Linked DNA regions of Oryctolagus cuniculus: region 2 is linked to region 1. The links are chromatin contacts, called in public Hi-C maps. All regions are on one chromosome and are shown on one strand. Each heading gives the region's core, a stretch centred on a gene start, on an enhancer-like site or on the middle of the called end of the contact. The rest is flanking DNA. Distances are from core to core; before and after follow the strand shown.

The links. A called contact is a pair of places that touch in the nucleus more often than the background predicts.
Region 2: a contact with region 1 is called in a Hi-C map of skin fibroblasts, with 2.5 times the contacts expected there. The contact joins the promoter of EEF1B2 here to the enhancer-like site in region 1. A contact is called at or near these places in 5 of 6 Hi-C or Micro-C datasets (ear pinna, embryonic fibroblasts, psoas muscle and 2 more).

The regions. Positions count from the first base shown.
Region 1 is chr3:33,668,049-33,673,268 of mOryCun1.1, forward strand. No RefSeq gene overlaps it. Among named protein-coding and RNA genes, the nearest start is that of CMKLR2, 14 kb to the right of the region's middle. Within about 2 kb of position 1,998, at least 1 of the 8 cell types and tissues checked has an H3K27ac peak or open chromatin away from gene starts, as enhancers often do.
Region 2 is chr3:33,741,353-33,746,572 of mOryCun1.1, forward strand. It overlaps EEF1B2 (eukaryotic translation elongation factor 1 beta 2), which reads right to left and starts at 2,531. Exons shown (of 6, transcript NM_001082399.1): 1 at 2,398-2,531; 2 at 1,847-1,969; 3 at 1,108-1,234; 4 at 781-847; 5 at 276-401; 6 at 1-160. The coding sequence starts at 2,477. The coding sequence ends at 6. NDUFS1 (NADH:ubiquinone oxidoreductase core subunit S1) reads left to right here and starts at 2,849. Exons shown (of 19, transcript XM_002712574.5): 1 at 2,849-3,097. It overlaps LOC127491911 (small nucleolar RNA SNORA41), which reads right to left and starts at 646; the gene lies at 514-646. It overlaps LOC127491908 (small nucleolar RNA SNORD51), which reads right to left and starts at 1,011; the gene lies at 933-1,011.

The DNA.
Region 1 (5,220 bases), core at 748-3,247:
AGCTGCACTGAAATAATGTGGTAGGAAACCGCCCGTCGTGCGACTGGGAGGCTAGGGAATTGTCTACCTCTCTGTGACCCTCATCTGCTGAGGGTCTGCACTGGGACACTGACCTCTCTGTCCTGGGCCTGAGGAAGCCCCCCTGGTATCTGAGAAAGCCCTTAGGAAGTGAAGCACCTGGGGCCGTGTATAAGGAATGATCGCTGGAGTGGCAGGTGACCTCGGAGTGGGCAGGTTGGTCTGTGGAGAGGCAGAAAGACTCTTCAGGGGATGCCGAGCAACACTGATAATGAAATATAATTTCTATGTTCTAAACAGTCAGCCAAATTGGCCACACGTACAAACACCTTATGCGAGGGCGTTTTTGAAAGAAGGCAGCAAAATAGTCTTGACAAAGTGCCAGAGTCCTAAATCTGAGTCACTGAAGGAGAAAGGACTCCAAGAGGGCTGAGGAGGTGGTGGAGAGGGCGGAGGGAACAAAAGTTAGAGGCGACCAGGAGCGGCAAGGGGGACATGAAAGATCAAAGTGTGGGGCAGGAGTGTGGAGCAGTGGTTAAGATGGCGCTGAGACACCTGCATCCCTTATGGGAGTGCTGCTTTGAGTCCAGCTTTGCTTTTGACTGAGCTTCCTGCTAACGTACACCCTGGAAAGCAGCAGGTAATGGCTCAAGGACTGGAGTCCTGTCAGCCACAGAGGAAGACAAAGAGTTCCAGGCTCCTGGTTTCATCCTGGCCCAGCCTTGGCTGTTGCCGGCATTTGAGGAGTGAACGAGTGGATGGAAGCTCTCTAAGTATTTCTTTATCTCTCTATCTCTTTACCTTTCAAATAAAATAAAATAAGTTTTTTTTTTTTTAAATAAAAAAGTGTTCTCACTAGATTTTAAAAAAAATCAGGGTGTTCTCAGATGAGATTTCAAAGTGCTGTCTTATAGCCCATGTCTCTCTCTCTCTCTCTCTCTCTCTCTCTCTGTCTCTCTCTCTTTAAAAGATTTATTTATTTGAAAAGCAGAGTTACAGAGAGAGACAGAAAGAGAGATCTTCAATCTGCTGGTTCACTCCCCAAATAGCCACAACAGGTGGAGCTGGGCCAGTCTGAAACCAGGAGCCAGGAACTTCTTCTGGGTCTCACACATGGATGCAGGGGCCCAAGGACTTGGGCCATATTCTGACACTTTCCTAGGTGCCCTAGCAGGGAGCTGGACTGGAGTGAAGTGAAGCAGCCATGACCTGAACCGGCCCCCATATGGGGTGCTGGGCTGCAGGCGGCGGTTTTAGCCTCTACATCACAGTGCTGCCCCGCCCCCCCCCCACTGTCCTCTTACAGAGGGTAACAGTGAAACAAGCCCTGCCATTCTCTCTGATATTTCCTGCAGCTCCTTCTCCTCCTTCTCCCAGGACTCAGGAACGCATCCCTGAGCAGCCTGCCTAGCAGACCTTGACCACACTGTCTTCGGTTTTGCCCTCTTGCTGCCTTCAAACCAAACCTGTGACCTTCAACTCTGTGTACTTTAGGACGATTTCATTTCTATGAGGTTCCCAATGCAGAAATCCCTTTACCCCTCTCTCTCTTTCTCTCTCTCTCACACACACACACCAGTCTTCCAGATCATGCCCAAGCAAGTCTGAATCCTGGGTTGAACCAGTCTCAGTCCTTGAAGCAGGGATCCCCATTCCCACCCTGCTGGAAGGGTGGCAGGATCAGCCCCCGGGGCAGGTGGCTAATTGCTGCCTCCCTGAAGTACATCAACGTATCAGCAGTGCCATCAGCACTCCTGGAGACCAACCCTGCCATGAGCCAGAAAAAGCTGCTTTTCTGCCTGCTGGAAAATCTTTCTGAGACAAAGTCTGGTCCTCTTGAAGCATTAGCTAGGATTTTAGGCCATGGGAAAACTAATCATACTCCTGCACTGTGGGGCTCCACAAGGGGAAATGAGGAGAGCCGCTAAGTAGGTAACTGCAGTGTCTGAATGAACACACCAAGGCAGGCCACCAATTCCAGATCCCGCCTGAAGATGGGGAAGGAGTTCTTAATATTCCACCACACTCGCTTCTCAGAGATGCCGGCCCGGACTCGGTCAAAGTTTCCAACCATCTTAATTTCTTAATGACGTCTCTTGAGTGCTTACCAAGGTCTCTAGAGACTTCCTAGAATTTGGAGTATCTCATCCTGAAATGGCCACAGCCCCAGTCCTTCTTGCTCTGATTCCAGGGCTCACGTACTGGGTCACCTACTACCACTAAAATCCATTGTGACCGGGAAGGCAGGGGCAGGTAAAACACAACACAGTGGTCCAACCAGAGAGAACAGATGCAGCTGCCCACTGATGGCATTATCTTGTCCCTGGACCACACTGGTAAAGTGTTATCCCTAAGGTCTTACGACAGAAAGCTACTATCAGGATCCATGAACATCTTGTACACTTCATTACATTGAAAAGTATCCCTAAATCAGATGGGCTAACTTATGCTGCAACCACAAACAATCCCAACATGAGAGCTGCTTAATACAACCAAGACTTATTCTCACTCTCATTCCACGTCCATCAGACCTTGGCTGGATACTCTCACTCCAGGACCCAGGGGAAAAGGAACAGTCGCTCTTTGGAATACTGCCTGTCTCTGGGGCGGAGGAAAAGACAGAACATGTGTCAGACACTGAATTTTGAAAAATCAGAAAAAGGAAAAAGCATCTTCCTTCTTTACCTACAGAATACCTTTCCATTTCCAAAAAAAAAAAAAAAATTAAAAAGTCAGCAAACCAACCTTTCTCCACTTGCTATTATTACTAGCATCTTTCTGTCAGCACCTGGTAGAAGTAAGTCAGCACTGTGCTTCTCACTGCCCTCCAATTAATGTTCAAATCATGCGATCTGGCTGCCCTTATTAAGGACACCAATGACTTCCTTTCCCATTCTACCCCCTACTGGTCATCTCTGAAACACATCGCTCTAATGGCTCTACTCCCCTTTTAATCTTTCGGGTTAGCATTTGGACATTGGAATATTTTAAATCCAGATATCATATGATTGACTCTGTTAATACTTCAGCATCACTGCTACCTAACAAGAACTTTTTTGGAAAACGTAACTGTCTTCCCGTGACCACATCAGACAAAAGTAACAGAAGCCTTTATTTATCTAACAGCCGGTACTTACTGAAATCTCCCCGACTGCCTCAAAGGCAGTCAGGATTCAAACAAGATCTACACATTTTAATCTGGTTATGACCTGTTAAATCTCTGCTCCCTTATATTTCTTTTATTTTATAATAGTCGCTCCTCTCCCCTCTCATCCTCGTATCATTGATTTGTTGGAGAATCAACAAATCTCCACAATGTTCCACATTTTGAACGTGGCTCATTGCTGTCTCCTAATGTCATTTAACTTCTCCTCTACCTCTGCATTTCCTGTAAATTGGTAGTTACATTTGGAGACTTGATTAGATTTGGTTCATTTTATTTTCTGCAGGAATATGCCACAGGTGATGCTGTGCCCTTTCTATTGTATCACATTAAGGGGCACAGAATGTCTGTTCATCCCACTTACAGTGAGGCTAAGATTGATCCATGGGTTCAGGCAATAAGACGATTTTCTCAATTGTAAACTTCCCCCGCCAACCTTTAATCTAATTGCTTTAGCACCCACTGAAGATTATTGCCTAGCTCCATTATGTCTTCAGGGGTCACAAAATAGTGATTTTCTAATGCTATCATTTTTTCTACAATTATTAGCTGGACTTTTAGTGTTAAGAACAACACTTCTTTATTAACTCTTTGAGAATCTTATAAGGCAGTGTGTACAGAAAATACAGGAAAAAAATGCTTAATTCCTTATTTTTGGAGTAATGAGACTAAATAAGTAATGATGCCCCACTAGTGTCCAGCTGGTGACCAATGTGTTTTTTCCCTTGAGTTCTTTATGAACTCATAGATTTTTAATCTATTTGATGGGTTGCAGTAATTATTTATCTTGACTCCTGCCCAAAATTCCTCTTTCCATACCAGAGAGAGGCCCTTTAAGATGGTTTTACAATAAAAAGGTTTATTTTATTTATTTGAAAGGCAGAGCTGCAGAGAAAGGAAGAAGCAGAGAGAGAGAGAGAGAGAGAGAGAGAGACCTTCTATCCCCTGGTCTACTCCCCAAATGGCTGTAACAGTCACAGATGGGCCAGGCTGAAGCCAGGAGCCAGGAGCTTCTTCCAGGTCTCCTATGTGGTTGCAGGGGCCCAAGCCCTTGGATGATGGTGCTTTCCCAGGCACATTAGCACAGACCTGGACCAGAAGTGGAACAGCCAAGACTCAAACCAGGACATATATGGGATGCCAGCGTAGCAGGCAGCAGCTGTACCCACTATGCCACAATGCAGGCCCCAAGATGGTTCTTTTATACTTTTGACTTGACCCATAACTTCTTCTTTTTTTTTTTTTAAGATTTATCTTTATTTATTTGAAAGACAGAGTTACAGAGAGAAGTAGAGACAGAGAGAAGTCTTCCATCCGCTGGTTCACTCTCCAAATGGCTGCAACGGCCGGAGTTGTGACGATTTAAAGCCAGGAGCCAGGAGCTTCCTCTGGGTCTCCCACGTGGGTGCAGGGGCCCCAGGACTTGGGCCATCTTCCTCTGCTTTCCCAGGCAATAGCAGAGAGCTGGATCGGAAGTGGAGCAGCTGGCACCAGAACAGTGCCCATATGGGATGCCAGCACTTCAGGCCGGGGCTTTAACCTGCTGCGTCACAGCACCAGCCCCTTGACCCATAACTTCCTTGTTTCCCAACCCAAGAAGGGGAAGCCTCATTGCGGCCGAAACCCTATGGGAGGAAGCAGCAGGTATTCCCCATCTGATGTGCATTCCAGGAAGGCCATGCACAAGAGGAAGCTCTCAGCTCTTCAATCCACGGTTAAAAAGAAGGAAGAGAAAGTTCTTGGTACTGTCACAAAACCAGCTGGTGGTGGCAAAATGCCTCGCTAGTACCCCACTGAAGATGCTCCTTAAAAGCTGCTGAGGGTTGGCAAAACACCCTTCAGTGAACACGTGAGGAACCTGCAGGCCAGCACACCCCCAGGGCCGTTCTGAACATCCTCCCCAGGCACCACAGAGGCGGGGGGGGGGGGGGGGGGTTGTCTTCCTGCAGCAGCTGAGCAGTGGCTTGCTACTTGTGACAGACCTCTTTCCCTCAATGGGGTTCCTCCGCGTAGAACACTCCAGAAATTTGTCATCACCA
Region 2 (5,220 bases), core at 1,281-3,780, 74 kb after region 1:
GGATTTTAGATCTTGTTGAAAGCAGCCACATCCATGGATTGCACATAGTCCTCAAAAGCCGTGATCTGCTCCTCCAGCATATCTGTTCCAACTTTGTCATCTTCAACTACACACTGTATTTGAAGCTTCTTAATTCCATACCCCACTGGAACTAGTTTAGCTAAAAAAGAGCATTAAAAAAAAAAAAATCTCAATTAGAAAAGTCCTGTTGGTTGGCAAAACTTCAAACTGCATGCAAATTCCATGATGCTTCATAAAGAAAAAATTAAACTCACAGGAGCCCCAGACCAAGCCATCTGCTTGAATGCTTCTGACACACTCCTCCAATTTTACCATATCTGTTTCATCATCCCAGGGTTTCACATCTAGTAAGATGGAAGACTTGGCAACAAGTGCAGGTTCTAAAAAGACCAATAATCATCATTATTCAAACACTCAACAACTATTATTTTCACCCTAGTCCAACTGGTTGATTTGGGCCATCTCTTCGGCCAAACAAAATCAGAGTACATCTCATGTGTGTCACACATATGCCCACTTTCTGTTTTGCTAAGAAAGAGGTGTTTAATTGTGTAACAGTTTCTTTCCCACAGTGGAATGCCACAACTGCTACCATAAGAACAGCTGCAGACCAGTAGCTGTGGAAGTTTTAAGTGGAATAACCTCTATGGAAGGTTTTAAAGTACCGCTGTATTCAAGGAATGTAGAGGAAATTACTTTGGGGCCAAGCAGTTTACCCAATCATGAAATAAAATAAACAGTAATTATAAAGTAGCTTACTTTTGGCTTTCTTTGACTCATACTGTGCAAGTCGTTCTTCCCTTAACCTCTTTGCCTCTTCACTTTCCTGTAAAGAAAAATTTCAATGTTTCACAAAGCTGACTGCTTCTTTGTATAAAGTTAACAGGGTCAGTCATCACACAACAAAAACCCAGTTTTATCAGAAAAAAGCAAATCCATCACGAACTCAGCCGAAAGATGGTGATGTGATTTTAGTCATCATGTAACTGGTGAGAATTTTTTAAAGGCAGGTTGTAGAGAAGCCAGGCATCAAGTCCAGGCACTATGGCTCCACAGCCTGTGTTTATGCACAATGACATGCCATACCTCCTCATCATCAGATCCAAAGAGGTCAATGTCATCGTCATCTTTACTATCTGTGGCTCCACTTCCTGTGGTGTCTTCCACATCTGCAGGGCCATACCTGCCCAAAGCTTTTTTTATTCCTGGCAGGCTTTAAAAAAAAGAAAAAAAAAAATCACCCACTATTAGGTTGGTTTAACATCCCCCCCCCCCCCCCCGACAATCTGTGTTTTCAGGACTACTAATCACTAGGTCCCTTTTGGATTAACAAGTTATCCTTTTGAGACTCCCAAGTAAAGTTAACTTTTCTATGTTTAACTCAGCCAGCAAACATTAGTACCATGTAAAACATTATATTCAACACTATGATTTACTCTTTCAGTATGAATATTTCTGTTCAAGATTTCGTTAAGCTTGCTCAGTTGCATTCTTAGTAAACTTGAGTCCACTTCCCCAAACTTCCACCCTTGCTGACCCTTTCAGAAGAATGGCCACCCTCTCACCCCAGAGGCACCTTCCCCCACCTCCCAGGGCAGGGTCGAAGCACACTGACGGGGCGGGGGGTGGGGTGGGGAATGCTGCACTGCTGTTGTCCATCTTCTAAGTGGAGGGCTTCAGTCTCCTGGCCTTCTAAGGTCACAAAGCAATTTAGCTTACAATAGCCCAACAGAAGTGGCGCAGCCGGGCCCAAATGTGAAAATCCCGATCAAACTTACAAAGCGGTCTCATTCTCCAAACAGATATAAAACAAAGGTTGCTTTACCTGGCCTTCTCCTTCTCGTAGGACTTGATGTGATTATACCAGCGTAGGGCATGACACAAGTCGGCAGGCGGCGGGCCGGAGACGGCTTCGAACACTGCCACATCTGCCTGGGACGGCACATACCTGCCGAGGACGCAAAACCGACGCGTTTTAAAAGACGCAACCACCAACAAACCACCGCAGACGCCACACCCGCCAAATCCACCAGCGGGAACACGTCCACGGATCACCGGGCTACCTAAGCTTCTTTAGTCCTTTAGCTCCCCTTCTCCTGGGCCGTGCCTGTCACTTACGGACCTCCAACCCTGCAAACCCAACACAGCTCCACCTGCATCCGTTACCAGGGCAAAGCCGCGGAAAAACCAGGGGCGAATCGAAGCGGTACCCTTGTCCCCTCGCAGCCCCCTGCCCCACCAGCCACCGGAGACGGAAAAGCGGCGCTTTCCACCTCAGCCCCGGGCCCGTCCTCCGATGGAGGCTGGGCCACGTGGCCCCGGCCGGCCCGGGCCCGGGAAGCTCCTCAGCCGGCCGGTCCCGGCCCGTCCGCTCACCCCTCGATGTAGCTCTTGTCCGCCAGGTAATCGTTGAGCACCTGGAGGCCGGCGGGGCTTTTCAGGTCTCCGAAACCCATGGCGTCAGCTGTAGCCGGGAGCTGAGGGCAGCGGAGCAAAAGAGCGCAGGCTACGGCGCCCGGCTCTAAGAGAGAAAAAAAGGGCCCGAGTACGCCGGAAAACTCCTTATATAGAGACGGAGGCGTTTCCCTCCGCCGCACGCGGCCGAAGGTTAAAGGTCAAAGTAGGTTAGTCTTCTCCTTCCTCTACGTAAAAAATTGAAGATTCAGAATTAAGTGGCACACAAATTGTCCGTATTGTCTTCGTATAGCGAAATAAATTTAAAAAGCGAGTCATTTCTCAAATTCGTACCTCCACGACGCCCAAAGATCGCGGGAACCGCCCCTTGGAGCTCCGGAGATGACCGAAGGCGCTCGGTTCCCGGGTTTCCGGCCACTTCCGGCGGAACTGCGGACCCCAGTCGTTCCGTCCTGCTGCTGCGACCTCCGTCCCGCCCTCTGTCGGGCCTAAGCGGAAAATTGTCGAATGTGGGGTTTCTGGTCCCTCCTGGGTTTCCGTAGCCCGGGCCCGGTTGACGGAGTTAGCCGAGACCGCCATATTGAATAGGCGACCCGGCTTCTGAGAGGGTCGGAGTGGTCCGGACAGGTAACAGCGCAGCCTCGGCAGCTCCGGGGAGAAGGTGAGGTTGTATTTGGGTCGGAGGGCTGAGGTTTCTCAGCCAGGGGTTTATTTTTTGGCAGGAGGACTGTTTCACATGGCCCGGGACACTCATTCTCCTCTTGTCCTTGACTGGGCACCGCCTCCCTCCTGCCCGGCCCGGGAGTCCCCGCGAGCCGGCAGGTGAAGGCTGTTAGTGATGATCTCTGCCCTGAAGGAGCAGAGGGGAGGTAGAGGGTCCGAATGCAGGCTGTGGGCCAGCTTCTCCCTGCAGGCAAAAGCGGATCGTTCCCTTCGTAGGAGAAGGCCGTTTTGTCCCCGGTGGGAGGAGCTGTGTCAGGTGACTAAGACCTAAAGCCTAAGATGAGAACTTCCCCCCGAATTTCCACATACCGTACCTGGGACAGTGCATCATTGCTTAGTCGCCGTTGATTTCGCAGCCGTCATGCCTCTGATCTTTGCTTTTTTGTTGTTGTTCAATTGACCACCTTGGGTAGCACTTTTTATCCCTTTCACTGGTGGGGAAACTCAGCGGGAGGACTTTTAAAGGTAGCTCACGGTCGTACCGCGAATGACACGGCTGTGTTGCTCGCCAGTTTCGGGGATCAGATCTGATGCATGTACTGTAAGGTCATGGGTCAGACCCTACTCTGCAGACACCCAAGTTCAGAGTATAGCAAACAACGTGAGTTGTTAACATCAGGTTTTCTTTTTGTGCAAAATTCTGTTTTTAAACCGAGTTGTCGTTAAGTAGAGTTGTAAGGGTGGCAGAGAACCTGCACTTCTTACTTCCAGGAAAGTGATCTCTTTATGAATTATGGCCAGAGATTGGAGATTCACTGGTTATTGAACCTGTACTGTGAAGTCAGAAATGAGTCCATAAAGAAGACTAAGGTGGGTGACTGACTAGGAAGCTGTCAAAAAAACTTTAGATAGGCTGGTGTAGGAGAGCCTCGGGACTGGGAGGAAGCTGTTAAGCCAAGATTAGAAGGATGAGGAGGTTCCAGAAAAATCCAAGGGAAGAATATGTCAGTCTGAGGCCACAGCCAGTAGGAAGAAGGTTGGGCTGTGGGGACATTGTGGAAGAGAGAGGTCCCATCTGCTGGTTCACTCCCCAAATGGCCGGGGTAGCAGGGACTGGGCTGGGGAACGAAGCCTTCAGGAAGAAGCTCAATCTAGGCCTCCCTAGATTGAGGGGACCCAGCGGGAGCCATCACTGCTACCTCTCAGGGTGTGCATTAGCAGGAAGTTGGACTCAGAAGACAGAACTGGGTATTGAACCTTAGGAACTCCAGTGTGGGACTACAGTGTTGTAACTGGCATCTTAACTGCAAGGCTGAATGCCCACCCCAGATAAATACATTAAAAGCACATATCAAGTGTGGTATGTCTGTTCTTATGTTGGGCTCAGTAGTATTCCATTTGCTTCTGGATGTTCAACAAACAGCCTGTTTCTGGTTATTTCCTATGTATCTAAAATGGGCACCTACTTTTAATGTTGTATGTTTATGATAGTATTAAAGGTTTTCAAATGTATTGTGAAATACTGATTGTTGATTTTGAATCTGTTAGTGCTGATTAAACAAATTGAGTTTTGCCTTTGTATCATCAATAGTTTTTTTTTTTAAGATTTCTTTCTTTATTTGAAAGAGTTAGAGGGAGGAGCCAGTGCTGTGGCATAGTGGGTAAAGCCACCACCTGCAGTGCCAGCATCCCATATGTGCGCCAGTTCAAGTTCCGGCTGCTCGGGGCTGGCAATTTGGCACAGCGGATTAACGCCCTGGCCTGAAGTGCTGGCATCCCATATGGGCGCCGGTTCTAGTCCTGGCTGCTCCTCTTCTGATCCGGCTCTCTGCTGTGGCCTGGGAAGGCAGTAGAGGATGGCCTAAGTCCTGGCTGGGCCCCTGCACCATGTGGGAGACCTGGAGGAAGCTCCTGGCTCCTGGCTTTGGATCAGTGCAGCTCCAGCCGTTGCGACCAATTGGGGAGTGAACCATCAGATGGAAGACCTCTCTCTCTGCCTCTCTTCTCTCTGTGTAACTGACTTTCAAATAAATAAATAAATCTTAAAAAAAAAAAAAGTTCCGGCTGCTCCACTTCTGATCCAGCTCTCTGCTATGGCCCAAGTCCTTGGGCCCCTGCACC